Regions from separate parts of the Mus musculus genome. Here region 1 is linked to region 2. The links are chromatin contacts, called in public ChIA-PET maps. All regions are on one chromosome and are shown on one strand. The core of a region is the stretch at or near the end of the contact, and the rest is flanking DNA. Distances in the headings are between cores, read along the strand shown.

Evidence for each region. ChIA-PET counts read pairs in DNA pulled down with a chosen protein or histone mark.
Region 1: an RNA polymerase II ChIA-PET map of memory CD8 T cells shows a contact between it and region 2, with 12 read pairs. The contact joins two enhancer-like sites. A contact is called at or near these places in 1 of 115 datasets of contacts at active chromatin or transcription factors (memory CD8 T cells) and 1 of 9 other capture datasets (embryonic stem cells).

The regions. Positions count from the first base shown.
Region 1 is chr14:61,996,571-62,003,402 of GRCm38.p6, forward strand. No RefSeq gene overlaps it. Among named protein-coding and RNA genes, the nearest start is that of Gm35307, 35 kb to the right of the region's middle. Within about 2 kb of position 1,906, at least 30 of the 459 cell types and tissues checked have an H3K27ac peak or open chromatin away from gene starts, as enhancers often do. A contact at or near this core is called in memory CD8 T cells, where this site is marked.
Region 2 is chr14:61,786,093-61,792,900 of GRCm38.p6, forward strand. No RefSeq gene overlaps it. Among named protein-coding and RNA genes, the nearest start is that of Gm35247, 28 kb to the right of the region's middle. Within about 2 kb of position 1,874, at least 31 of the 459 cell types and tissues checked have an H3K27ac peak or open chromatin away from gene starts, as enhancers often do. A contact at or near this core is called in memory CD8 T cells, where this site is marked.

The sequences.
Region 1 (6,832 bases), core at 656-3,155, 210 kb after region 2:
AAGACCTTGCATTTTACTGTGTGAACACACACACACACACACACACACACACACACACACACACACACACACCATTCCTCATGTTATGTGGGTTGTTATCCTCAGAAAACCTGGGCTGCAAGAGAGATAAAGCAAGAATACCTCATAGATTAAAACAAACAAACAAACAAACACAATAAATAAATAAAACAAGACAAGACAAAAGCAAATAAGCAAAGCTATCCAATCCTCATAAATGTATTTTTGATTCTCAAACAAAATAAAACTAGCAACCAAAAACACAACAAATGAGCAAACAAAAAAATCTTTCAAATAATAATAGGATACTTGATACTATTACATAATTACTATGACTATTTTGGGAGTAGAATAATGATACTATGTTTTGTTTTTAAAGTATTTTATATTTTATCTAAAAATCCACAAAAATACTTATTAGTAAATATGTTTTCTTGGCTATACTTCAAATAATTCAAGAGGAAGTGATTTTGCTATGAGATTGTCAGTGAGCTCCCTTATCAAGTGCTGATTAAGTGAGATTTTTTTTCTCTCTTCATCATTTTAACTTGAAATAGATGTGAAGTTTTGTGGTAAACAGAAAAATTAGAGGATGCTTTCTTCCTGAAACTATTGGTCAGTCTATGTACAGAATACAGTGGCTGAGGTGGGAGGGTGAAATATCCACTTCGAATGTTATTTATTTTGCGTATTTTCAGTTAGAGAAAATACAGATCTACACGTGCACAAAAGAGCTCTGAAAAGCTATTATTTTGTAAAAACTAAATTATCTATCTATCTATCTCTACATCTATATATCTATATATCTCTATATATCTCTATAAATCTATAAATCTATATATCCTATATATACCTATATATCTATATATATATCCATATCCATATCTACATCATCTATATCATCTACATCATCTACATCATCTACATCATCTACATCATCTACATCATCTACATCATCTACATCATCTACATCATCTACATCATCTACATCATCTACATCATCTACATCATCTACATCATCTACATCATCTATATCTATATCTATATCTATATCTATATCTATATCTATATCTATATCTATATCTATATCTATATCTATCTATCTATCTATATCTTTTCTCTCTCTCTCTCTCTCTCTCTCTCTCTCTAAATTAGTATAGGAAACACACATCCAGGCATAGGCTTTTCTTTCTGATACCCACTCCACCTTTCTGCCCAGGAAAGCTCTTCTTTCAGGAAGAAGACCTCAGATAGAGATGACCACAGCAGGCTGCTAAGAAGAAGACCACAGCAAACTGCCACAGAGACCACATCATTTGCATAGCACAGCCCTTGCTCCTCTGGTTTTCCACCTCTGTTTTGTGAAGAGAGTGAAAAAACCTGTGGAGTATTCAGGACTTCCTGTTATCACACTCTCTTAAGTGAGGACATTAAATTCACTTGTTGCTATTTGTCTGTTAATTCAGGCTTTTTTTAAAAGGCTTAGACCTTGACCTGCAGAGACCAAGGAAAAGCTCTCTTACCCACCAAGCACAGGAAAGCTTCAAATTGCTCTTTGGAGCTGACAATGTCCTGAAACACTATGCCAAAATCTTTCTCTCATTGAACACATCGTGTGCATTCTTAAAGTAATTTAATTCAGACTTTACTTAGCTCATTCAAATAGTATTTTATGAGAAATGTTCAATGTCCAATTTACACTCATCCACAAACAAGAACAAGCCGCAACACTAACAACAACCTCCTATATGTTAAGCAGTCTTCCATTTGAAGTATGAAGCTGTTATTTTGCCAAATAGGTAAATGTTCTGCTTGGAAGAATAGTTTCACGTATTGGTTACACACAGGAAACCACATGCAAGCTGCAACAAGCTGTCCCTACAGCTGACAGTTCCTCAGCAGGGCAGAGCTTCTGTCCTTGAAGATGGCAGGAGCTGTGTTCAGTGCTGGGTGCTCAGGCCTTAGCTTTCCTTGGTTCTCTTCTCTCTACCTGGTGTCTTTGCAAAATATGACTTCACGGAATTCCTCAAGGAACCCTTGATGGAGGAGGCAAAGGCTATCAGGTCTTTTGTTTCAAGGCTTGGAAGTCCCAGTTTGTTGACCAAAGCAGCCATGGGGCCAAGTGGAGAGAAATCACATTCTTGCATGCAGAGAGTGGAAGGCTTGTGTGTGCCTACTGAAGAAATTAGCTTTCACTTAAGTATAACAACAAACTTCTTTACACAGGCTACCCCTTGTTAGCTTGAAAGATAGATAAACAGCTAGATTCTGTGTATATGTGTGCATGGCCATCCACAGGGCTGCATACCGCAACCTAATCTAGTGTTATCTTCTCTCTGCTACAGTTAACATGCAATGTGTCCCCAGACTCCATGTGCTAAGGGCTTAGCCCCAAGCTTGATCCCTGGATAATAGATGGGTAGGTCCTGGGAAGAGATTTTAAGCCATTGGAGGTATTCCTTTGAGGGAAATAGTGGGATTCTAATCTCTTTATCATTTTGAGATCTAGGCTCATGATGATTTTAATGAAAATGGCCCCCATGGACTCATATGTTTTAATGCTTGGTACCCAGTTGGTAGAACTGTTTGGGAAGGATTAGAATGTGTAGTCTTAGAGGAGGTGTGTCACTGGGGGTGGGCTTTGAGGTTTCTAAAGCCCATGCCATTCCATTCCTACTTAGCTCGCTCTCTCTCGCGCTCTCTCTCTCTCTCTGCATGTCTGACTACATGTCTGTCTACATGTCTCAGGGGCATGTCTCTCTGCCATGACAGTCAGGGACTCATCCTCTGAATCCATATGACCAATAAACTCTTCTCTTTGTTACCTTGGTCACAGTGTTTTTTTTACACCCTTTGCCCATTTGGAGAGATCTATCCATATACTTCTTTAGCAGATGTCTTTCCAATCACATTTTTCCCAGGTCCCTGGCCAGCTAAGCCAATACACTGCCAGCAGCCCATGAATCAGTGAACAGTCATGCATTTGGCCATTTCTCATTCCAAACAAAATGTATGACCACGGGCACTGCCTACTGTGGAGATTTCCCTTTGCCAATATCTTTTAGGGTTGTCCTGGAAAGATGGTGTAATGATGCAGCTGTCCACTTCTGCGTGGTATCTGAGTCTGAAAAACTGTCAGTAAACCAGACCCTGGTTTTTGCTTCCTCAGTCAACTGATCATAGGGCACATCCAATGAGGTTATAGGTATATGCATGGGAGCAGAAGGCTGTGCCTCAGGAGTAGAAACCATAGGCATTTTGGGAAAATTCTTTATGCAACTTTCTTCATGCAACTTTCTTGTTCCCTCAGGACCAAATATATACATATACATATACATATACATATACATATACATATACATATACATATACATATACATATACATATACATATACATCTTACATTTGATAATTGATTGCTGCTGTGCACGTCCAACTTCATAGATCAGTAGGTCAGATAACACCAGGTTCATGATGGGCAGCTTGGGTTGCATGGTAACTTGGTGGCACATTGTAAAATGTTCATTTCCCACTAAGGCCCAATAGCAGGCCAAACTATTCTCAAAGACAGAATAGTTATCTACAGATGATGGTAGTGCCTTTTCCCCCCAAATCCCAAAGGCTTCCTCTGTCATTCAACTCTAGGGGCTTGCCAAAGGCTTCAGACTGCATCTCTAACTGCCAGTGACACCTTAAGTACCACCAGGTCTTCAGAATCATATGGCCCAAGTGGTAGAGCAGCCTGCAGAGTGGTCAGGACCTGTTGAAGAGCCTTCTCTTGTTCCAGGCCCCACTCAAAGCTAGAAGCTTTCTGAACCACTTGGTACATGGGCTTGAGTAACACACCCAAGTGAGGAATATGCTGTCTCCAGAATCCAAAAAGGCCCACTAAGCAGTCTGCTTCTTTCTTGGTGGTGGGAGGGGCCAGGTGTAATCATTTATTCTTCATGTTTAAAGGAATATATCTTCATGCCCCACACTATTGGACTCCTAAAAATGTCACTGAGGCCCTAGAATTTTGGTTGGATTTACTTTTCATCCTCTGATGTACTATACATTACCAACGAAGTTGTTGCTGCCTCCTGCTCATTTGGTCCAGTCAGCCTAATGTTATCAGTATAGTGGACCAGTGTGACATTTTTTTGGAAGAGACAATCAAGATCCCTTCAAACTAAGTTATGGCATAGGGCTGGAGAGCTCATGTATCTTTGAGGTAAAACTGTACTTTGTCAGCTGAAAGCAAATTGCTTCTGGATGATCCCTATGGACAGGTACCCAGAAAAAGGCATTTGATAGATCAGTAGCTGCATACCATGTACCAGATGTGTTCATTTCCTCATGTGAGGACATCATATTTGGTATGGCAACTGCAATAGTAGTCACTACTTAATTAAATTGTCAATAGTCAACTGTCATTTTCCTTGATCCATCTGTCTTCTGCACTGGCCAGATAGGAGAACTAATAAGAGATGTGGTGGGAACCAGTACCTCTGCATCTTTCAGGTCCTTGATGGTGGTGCTACTTTCTGGGACTCCTCCAGGGATTCCAAATTGTTTTTGGTTCACTATTTTCCCTGGCAGAGGCAACTCCAAAGCCATCCATTTAGCCTTTCCAACCATAATAGCCCTCACTTCACAGGTCAGGGGATCAATATGAAAATTCTGCCCACTTCTAAGTATATCTACCCAAATTGTACGTTCTGGTATTGGGAAGATAACCACAGAAAGAGTTCAAGGACCTACTGTAAATCAGATTCCAGCCCAAACTCCATCAGTCACCTGACCTTTATAAGCTTACCCCTGACTGTGACCTGCTGCCTCACTACAGGGCCAGCAGCAGCAGGAACCAGAAGTGTGGTCTCCATATCCATAAGTCAAAATGCCCGTTCTCTCTTTGGTAAGCTGATTAAGGTAGGCATTTCTGTTACAGCAGCCCTAAGCTGATTAATCTCTCGTTCCCAATCCGTCATAGATTCACCAGGTCGCCTTATTGCCCCACTTCTGCTTAAAAGGAGCAGTGCCACAGTTCAGGAAGCACGTGTGAAAAGCTGACCGGGGACAACCTTTACAACTGTCACCCCCTGGCATATCTCTCACACATGGGCAGTTTCTACGGCAGCTGCTGTCTTGTGGCTGACTCTATGCATGGCCCTTCCTGGGGGAGAATATTTAGCCTTTGTCTCATCCTTCCTTCTCTGACTGGCCCTCTTAGTTGTTAGGGGAACAATGTTTTTAAACTCACTCAGCAGAAGGAAACAAGGGAAGCCTTTCTCTGCTTCCTGCAAAAGGTCATATGGACAAAGAGCATGGGTAGAGTGGTTCCCACCGGACATGCAAACACATGCAGAAATGAACACAGCACACTGGACATCAGGGTTAACCCTTGCTTACCCGGAGAAATGGGACTGCTTTTCTGTTGTCAGATTTCGCTGTTTTAATTTTGAACTGAATTTATATGACATAAAAAAAAAAAAATCAGGAGCAAATCTCTGAAACATTTGCTTGCTCTTCCGGTGCTCAAAGCACAGGGAAGATCTAGGGACTCGGAAGCACGGCAGTGGGCACTCATTAGCAAGTTGGGGTTTTCTCCCAACTCTCAGGATAGTAATCAGAGTGGAGCCACTGGGGATATTGAAGGCTGACCATCCTGTAAGGACTTTACCCTTCAACACTAGTTGAGAGGGAACTAAACTGAACTAAAAAGAAGTGTGCTTGCTGAAACTGGCCTGGCTTTTCCCACATGGTTAATGATTTCAATAAGGATAATTAATGTTTAATTCCTTTTCTTGGCTCTTTCCGTCACTCCTTGCTGGGGTAAGAAAGTGTTGGGTGTCTCCCGTTTTCCCAGGCAGCTCAAATCATCACTGGTAGGATACTCTGCTCCTTAGTGTTGTTTATCGGCTGGCACTTCTGTCCTCTGAGAGTCCTGTGTCTTTTGGGCTGTAATATGGTTGCTTGAGGGTGAGAGTTAGTTCATTTTCAAATTTCTGAAAAAAATATTTTAATAGATCTATCTCTTCATGGAGGTATTTTATAATATAAGAAATATAAAATAATGGAACCTATGTAGTAGAATGTGATCTTCAATGCCACCATCTCCAGTAGCAAACACCAAAGATACTTCAGCTATTTACCACAGGATAGATTTCTAAATGTGCAAAAATCACACTTGCTTATCAAGACATATAAATAGGACAGAACTTTAAAACACATGTGAGCCATAAGGAATTCTTCAGTAAGAAGAGGCAATGAATAGATTTAAGTAGATATTTTGGCAGCCTTGTGAGGCACCCAAGCAGAAAGTGGGTTTGCTTTTCCACTAAAGACTATAAGAAAATCTACGTTGTTTGACCTGTATGTGAGACACATGAACAGAAATAATAATTAGAAAATATGTTTAAGGTTCCTGCCTGCCTTTCTACCACAGTAGAATGAGATTAAATGTGCACAGCGCATAGCTTTCTAGAAGACTGATAGCTCCATTTGAATGTGTGTCTCCCAGTCTCCAAGCCCCCTTGTATCCCTTTCCCTTTCTCTCTTTCCTTCCCTCCCTCAGGTCTGCACGCCCCTCCCCCCTCCTTTTAAAGAAGAGAGCGAGCACTGTTCTCAGAACTCTCTCAGGCTTTCTTAATTGAAAGCAACCATCCGAAGTCGCTCCTTTATGTTAAGTGAAACACTTCTGCATGGATCTCCAGGGATGAAGTGATTAGCTCAGCAAGAAACAGGGACGCTGGCTATTCCTGCGGGCCGTGGAAAGAATTAAGTACAACTTTGCAAAGATAGCACTGAAAGAATAGGATTTTTCTTTCAAAAC
Region 2 (6,808 bases), core at 624-3,123:
TTTTCCTAAGTTTGCTATTTCCACTTGGGTTTAGTTTAGGGTATTTTTCCTGTCTTTTCAAATATTGTTATCAGGAGAGCATGGCACTGTCATTGAAACCCTCACATGTTGTCAGTTTACTAGAGCAGTAAGCCACAGATGGCAGGAGATGACTAATCAGAAATGTGAACCATCCCAAGGCTTTGGGGAGAAGCTAACAGATTTTTTCATGAAATCTGAAATATAGACTGGGATGAAACAAAACTGAAAGACTTGGTTTTGAAAAGCATCATTATATGTTACACATAAACTATTTGTGCTGAAGTATAAAGGTGGTTCTGGATTGTGAATGTGGAGACTCTGACACAGAGGTGGGTTCTGATGTGAGTGAAGCAGAAACCACCACTTACCTTGGTCACAGGGTGCGGAGAAACAAAGTTAGTACCGACCAGTAAGCTTTCTCTCTGCTGGCTGGCCTTCCCAGCACTGGAAGGTTCATCAATAGTGTTACTGTGCTGTAAACCCTGTGGACAGCAATAATGACCAGGGGGGCAAGACATACCTATGGGTGCGGTAGAGGCAGGCAGGTCACAGGAGTAACCAACTGCTTCGTGGTTGGACTTAAGGCCTGTTCCAAAGGGCAAAACACTTGCCTGGTTCTGTAAAGGAACCAATGGTTGGGTGAGTGAGTCACAGGCTTCAGGAGGTGAATCTGTTTACTATTGATCTGCTAAATGGACAGTATGGAGCTATTCTCTATATTTATATGTCTACATCTGTATATTAGTGGAGACCTCATTAGAGAAGTTGCTTTGCACAGTGGGCATGGTTAATGCAGAGAGTCACTACTGGTCCAGGTACAGAGAGTATCAGTGAGGTGCTCAGTCACAAATGGGACATCTACACTGTACCCTGTCTCCAAGACTCAGGGAGCATCACAGAAGAGGAAGTGGGAAGTCGTAAGAGCCAGGGGTTGGGAGACTAGAGCAGAGCAGCGTCTTCTGCACATGACAGGACCCTCAGTGATGCTGAGAAGAAGATGAGAAGTTTAGGTGAAAACGCATGTCTTAAGCTTTAAACCTTTCTATGGTGTATCTATTTACACATCAATCTTTTGCATGTATCATATCATATGAATGAGCATATATTATTCTACTGCAGTAGAAAAGTTGAATTTTTGATGGTTATCTGAAATATCATATTTATATCTAACTAAGAGTACATCAAGAGTTAAACACTGTAAGCCTGACTTAAAATAATTTTATGACAGTATTGTTGTTTATTATTATTAACCTTAGTAAATTGCCTAAAAATACCCATTGTTATTATCATAAGAACAATTTTCAAGTTCATGTCCGCTTCCTTTTCAAGATACAGTTAAGTTTATCATTCTAAATGCTCTAAAGTCATGCCAGGTGTGGTGATGCACACCTTTAGTCCTAGAACTCAAGAGTCAGAGGCAGAGGCAGGTGGATTTCTGTGAGTTCCAGGCCAGGCTGGTCTACAAATAAGTTTCAGGACACCCAGGGCTGTTACATAGCACAACCCTGTCTTGAACATTGCCCCCCTCCCCAAAATAAATAAAATGCTCTGAACACAAAGTGGCCTTAGCTTTGAGCAAAACCACAATCCTTCTGTAGGCAGCGGTCCTGTTAAATCCATTATGAGGAGTCCCAGTGAGAGCAGAGGAGAAATTTGTCCTTTCAGACTAAGAAAACAAAAGCGGGAGATGGAGGCTTGAGAACAGGAAAGCACCCCAATTCTCTGCAGCTGGGGGTTCCCATGTGTATTTCTGCTTCCTGTCTTGGGAGTCTGCCTTTTACAGCTCAGTGTTATACAGTGTGCATTTGTCACTGTCACCTCAGGTGCAAGCAGGATGGTAGGCTGTGGGGGGTGACTGCACGTTTCCTGAGAAGGCACCTTTTAAGGGTTTACTTCTGGAGCTGTAGGCAGCAGTAGAAAGAGCTTCCTGGAAGACAAGCTATAGCAGTATATGACTGCCCGCGAAGGAGCCTAATTTTACTAAACCACCCAGAAGAGGCCAATAAAGCTAAGTGTTCATTCACATCAACACTCTCAAATGTATAGCGGGTAAGACCTGCTTCGGGAGCCTTTGGTCTGTTGATTCTAACCTAACCTGGGGAGCAGTTAGAGAGGGTACCACAGGAACCACTTCACATTTTCTGTGAACTTGAACTTACCAGTGGAGAAGGAAGAAGTGATGTGGAAAGAAACTCAAGGTGTATGGTTCTTGAAGATGGAATGCTGGGGCAAGGCAGAGAAGAGAAACAAGACTGGGAGGTGTTTAGGAGCCTGCTTTACTCTGGGTGGAGTCATTGGCTTACTGCATCACAGGTCAGGGTTTCTCAGTTGGGTGCCCGAGCATCATGAGTGCTGCTAGCAGCCAGACCTCAGTTCCCCCAAGTGACACATCTTTCAACTTCAGCTGTGTGGTCGGGCTGCTCCCAGATTCCATGGAAATTCCTATTCTTTTCACACTTGAAAATTGTTTCCAAACAAGTGTTTCCTTTTAACATCCCCAAAGCAGGATGACTTTGTGAGTTTTGTGTTGCTTCCAACTCTGTCAGTGTTTGAGACCTCAAATCAGTCCCAATATCCCACCACTGGCTTTCCCCAAAGAGTCTCTGATGATGTATGCAGTCACTTTGGGTTCCGCCTGTTTATGGCCGTTACCGTGCCCTCACAGCCCTTTCCCATTTGCCATGGTCCAGGAAGCACCTTTGATTACCAGGGGTCTCAGCGGTTATTACTTTTGTTTCATCTTACGGAAAGGAGGTAGGAGCAGGGTAGCAACTGCGTATTGTTAGAGTTCTGAGGAAGCAAAGCCACGGGGCAAAAATCATCATATGGAGGCAGCTCAGCTCAGCGTAGTAGAAGCCAGTTCTTTAGAACAGCCCCTGACTGGTCTCTCCTGCTGCTGTTGGAGTCATGTGGACATACAGACATCAGTCTGTATGTTGTCATACACGCGCTTGAACAACAACGGCTGGACCATCTCCTTACATCTTCTCATGTGAATGCGCATGCCTGGTTCTCTAGGGCACGTCCTCTTGGAGACCGCTCCTCCCCACCCCATGGCACTGTGCCCAGCCCACTTTCCCTCTTGTCGGACTGTTACATCATCGCATCTTACTTGTCTGCCTAGCGCTTACTTCCCTCTTGTGTATTCATTAGCTGACTTGTTTATTGTGTCTTCACCAATCAGAATGTGGTTCTGTGAAGGAAGAGGCTCTGCCTTGTTCTTGGGAATCTCCAGGGTCCTCAGGATGCTTGGCCAGAGAACAACCCTGAAGGAGGTATTTGTTTATACCAAGAGAACAACTTTCTATCATTTACTGTGAGTACCTGCACGTGTCCAGCGAAGTGATGGGCATGCGGCAGGTGTCCACGGTGTCTTCCCTTTCCCCGACTCCTTATACACTCTACCCTCACTTCCCGGCCCAGGGGTAATGGGATTACCATGCTGTTAACTTTTAACTGACTTCTTACTTCTGTTTCTGACTCAGCTTTGGCCTGTGGAGCATGTCAGAAGATGTGGTAAAAACACAATAGACTCTTGGATGCTGGGACCCGTGGTTTGGATGACGGGCTGCACTGCTGGTTTCTGAACTGACTTGGTGTGAGCTGTGGGCAACTCACTTAACTGACCGCTTTTCGCATAGGACAGTACAAGTGAATTACAAAGCGCCCTGAAGCCCTTAGAGGAATGTAGATACAACCAGGGGCTGGCACTACTCTGCCTTCACTTTGCCAAAAACTCTGGAACCCACGCTCCTTGGCTGTGGCACTTTACGATTCTTTGGGCACAAAGTGTAGTTACTCATTACTTTCATTTTTCTACACTATTTTCAACTGAGATCAAGATTTATTTATAGTCTCTCACTAGGCACTATTATTTTAAAGAGTACTAGGAAGACCCCTTTGAAACTGCTAAGAATTGTCCACACACTGATCCTGAATTACCAACCATTTGTTTTCATTATTATGTGCACTAAAGAATTCCATTGTAAGCAACTGGCTAGTTCGTGCATTGCGAAGGTTTAGCTAAAATGTCAGAGTCCCACAAATGATGGGTTTCCTGAACGCGCTTTCTTCAGACCCCCCACTCCCCTTGCTTCTCTGCTGCCTACAATTCCTCCTTCATTCTCTGAACCTGAACTTTCTTTTAAGATATTGCCATTGAAAATCTGAACCCGTGGCGACTTGTTAACCTCCATCCTGTCTGTTGTACCCATGGTGGATGTCTCTATGCGTTTAGAGCGTCCCTCCTGGCACTTGCCAGCCTCACCTTTATATGCATGCTCTTTCTTTCTCTAGAATGCTGCTGGTTCTGACCTGTTTGCTTGGCAAGCACTTGCTTATCTCGTAAGCTGTAGCTCAGACTTCGAATCCTTTCCGGTAGCGTCTGACCATCCATCCTCCCAGTGCTGGGCACTCCAGCCTCTCCTCTCTGTCCGCATGCTGTCCTGCTGTAGCAAATGAGACCGTGCTGCTCAGGCCACTGCTTCTCTTTTTCATATCTGTAGCAGTAGTGGAGAATTCATGGTGGATAAGGAGTTTGTCTTTCTAATTTCTATATTCATAGGCAAAGCCTAGAAATCTTGGTAAGAGTTTATTGAACAGATGAGTGAAAAAAAATACAGTGATTTAATTTCCAGTTACACTCTAGCTTCTGAAAAAGTCTGATGGGTATGTGAGGAGTTCTCTTTGAAATGGCCTTCTGGGTAGCAGTGGGGTCAAGGTCCATTCAGAGGGTTTGGGTGGCAGATATCTACAGCTGAGGATTGTAGGAATCAAGTTTGTTTTAGCTTATACTTCCTTATCCAATTAAGAGATGTTAATTAGACCACCCACCAGGCAGGTAACTGGAATGAAGTGATCCCTTGCTTCTTCCAAGTCATAATGGCAGCGGGATTCACTGTGAAGTAAACTTTGTGGTTCATGGGTGGGTAAAGTTGACAAAATCTGAAGGCTAGTTTAGATAATGTGGGTTTCATGACCCCTGACTAATTATAATCTTAGTTAAAATGTTTTAATGTGAGAACCAAATAAATTTAGTAAAGACATGAAGTCATTGACAAATTTGTTCCAAGCAACAGAGTTTTTCTTTTCTGTATTACATCACATGTATACATATTTGCATACACTGATAGCTGTGATACTGGTTTCTGTTTTCTTACAGGTTTGTTACATATAATGATTTAAAATGGGTGTATAGTGGCTGGTGTGGTATGGGTGTGTATTGGCTAGGGTGATGTGGGTGTATATTGGCTGGGGTGGTGTGGGTGTGTGTGGCTGGGGTGGTGTGGGTGGGTAGTGGCTGGGGTGGTGTGGGTGTGTAGTGGCTGGGGTGATGGTGTAGCTCAGTGGGTAGAGCTTTCCTAGCATCCACAAAGCCCTGGCTGCCCCCCCAGTGTCACTTAAACTGGGTGTAGGGGCACACTCCTGGATTCACAGCCCTAGGGAAGTAGAGGAAGGAGGGCTGGACGTTAAAGTCATTCTCTGCTACTCATCAAGTCCACGTGGGCATCTGTGGTGCTGGAGAAGGAGCAGAGAGTTCTACATTCAGTTTTGTAGGCAGCAGCAAGAGAAAAATACTGGGATAGGCTTGGGCTTTTGAAACCTCAATATCTGCCCCCAGTGACAGACTTCCTCCAACAAGGCCACACCTCCTAATCCTTCTCAAGTAGTGCCACTCCTTGATGACTAAGCATTCAAATATATGGGTCAATGGGGACCATTCTTATTCAAACCACTACAATAAAACATCTTGAGGCCAGATAAAATTGGGAAATCCTAAAAGTAAACAAATTCAGTTGATTCTCCATAGCTATAATATTATATTGTGCTGTAAGAAAAAAAAGATGAATATAAGTCATTTCCTGCAAATTAATCCTGACATGAGCTTCTCCTCTCTTCCCCGCTGCCCACTCCCCTTCACTTCTCAATCCTCTTTTCTTTCTTCAATGAGATATCTGTTCCGTTTACAAGTGTTGAGAGCACACTTTAGGACTCAGTGTTGGCTAGATTATGTAGTGTTAGGAGTGTAGACTTAGGTTGCTAAGCCACTCCTGTTCTGTCGTACAATAAATAGAGTTCACAAAGATACCCAGCATCCTTAGCCTGGCCTATGCACCTCTGAGGCAGGCACCTGGTTCCTCTGTGGCCTCATCTTTATGTCTCTTTGCTTACTCAACTCTGATACACTGGGTCCCTTGATTTGTTTAAGCTTACTAAACTTCAGTCCATTTAGTCTGTCCATGCATTTCACTGAATTATTATCTAATTTATTACCTAGTTACAAGAGTCACACGAGGGAAGGGCTGTTGCCTTCATTGTCACCAGCACAATGTGGAAGAGGCATTACCCTGTTGCCTAGAAACAGTCGACTGTAGTTCAGGATTTTGAGATCAATGGGAACAAAACGGAGAAAAAGCAACAGAAGAGATCGATGTCAGTCACTCAGAGCATGGCCGTTCTCCACTCTCTGTTCAAAGGACGGGGTCTTAACCAGAGCTCTTCAGGGACTTAGGGTTGTGCTTAGGGTGACAGGTGGCAGAGTGCTCTCTCCCACACTCTTCAGGACCTGTAGTGCTCTAAGCAAGTGAAGGATGACTGTTGGTCTAGCTCAGTCAGCCTCCCGTGAGCATCAATGGGATTCGGCATATACAGTCTTCTGTATTTTTCCAGAAATTAAAAATAGGATCTCTAGGCTAGCACAGCAAATGCTTTTATGCCCAGAGACATTTCATTGACTTTTATTTTGTTTTTGAGACAAAGTCTCTCACTGAACCGAACTAGCAGTTTT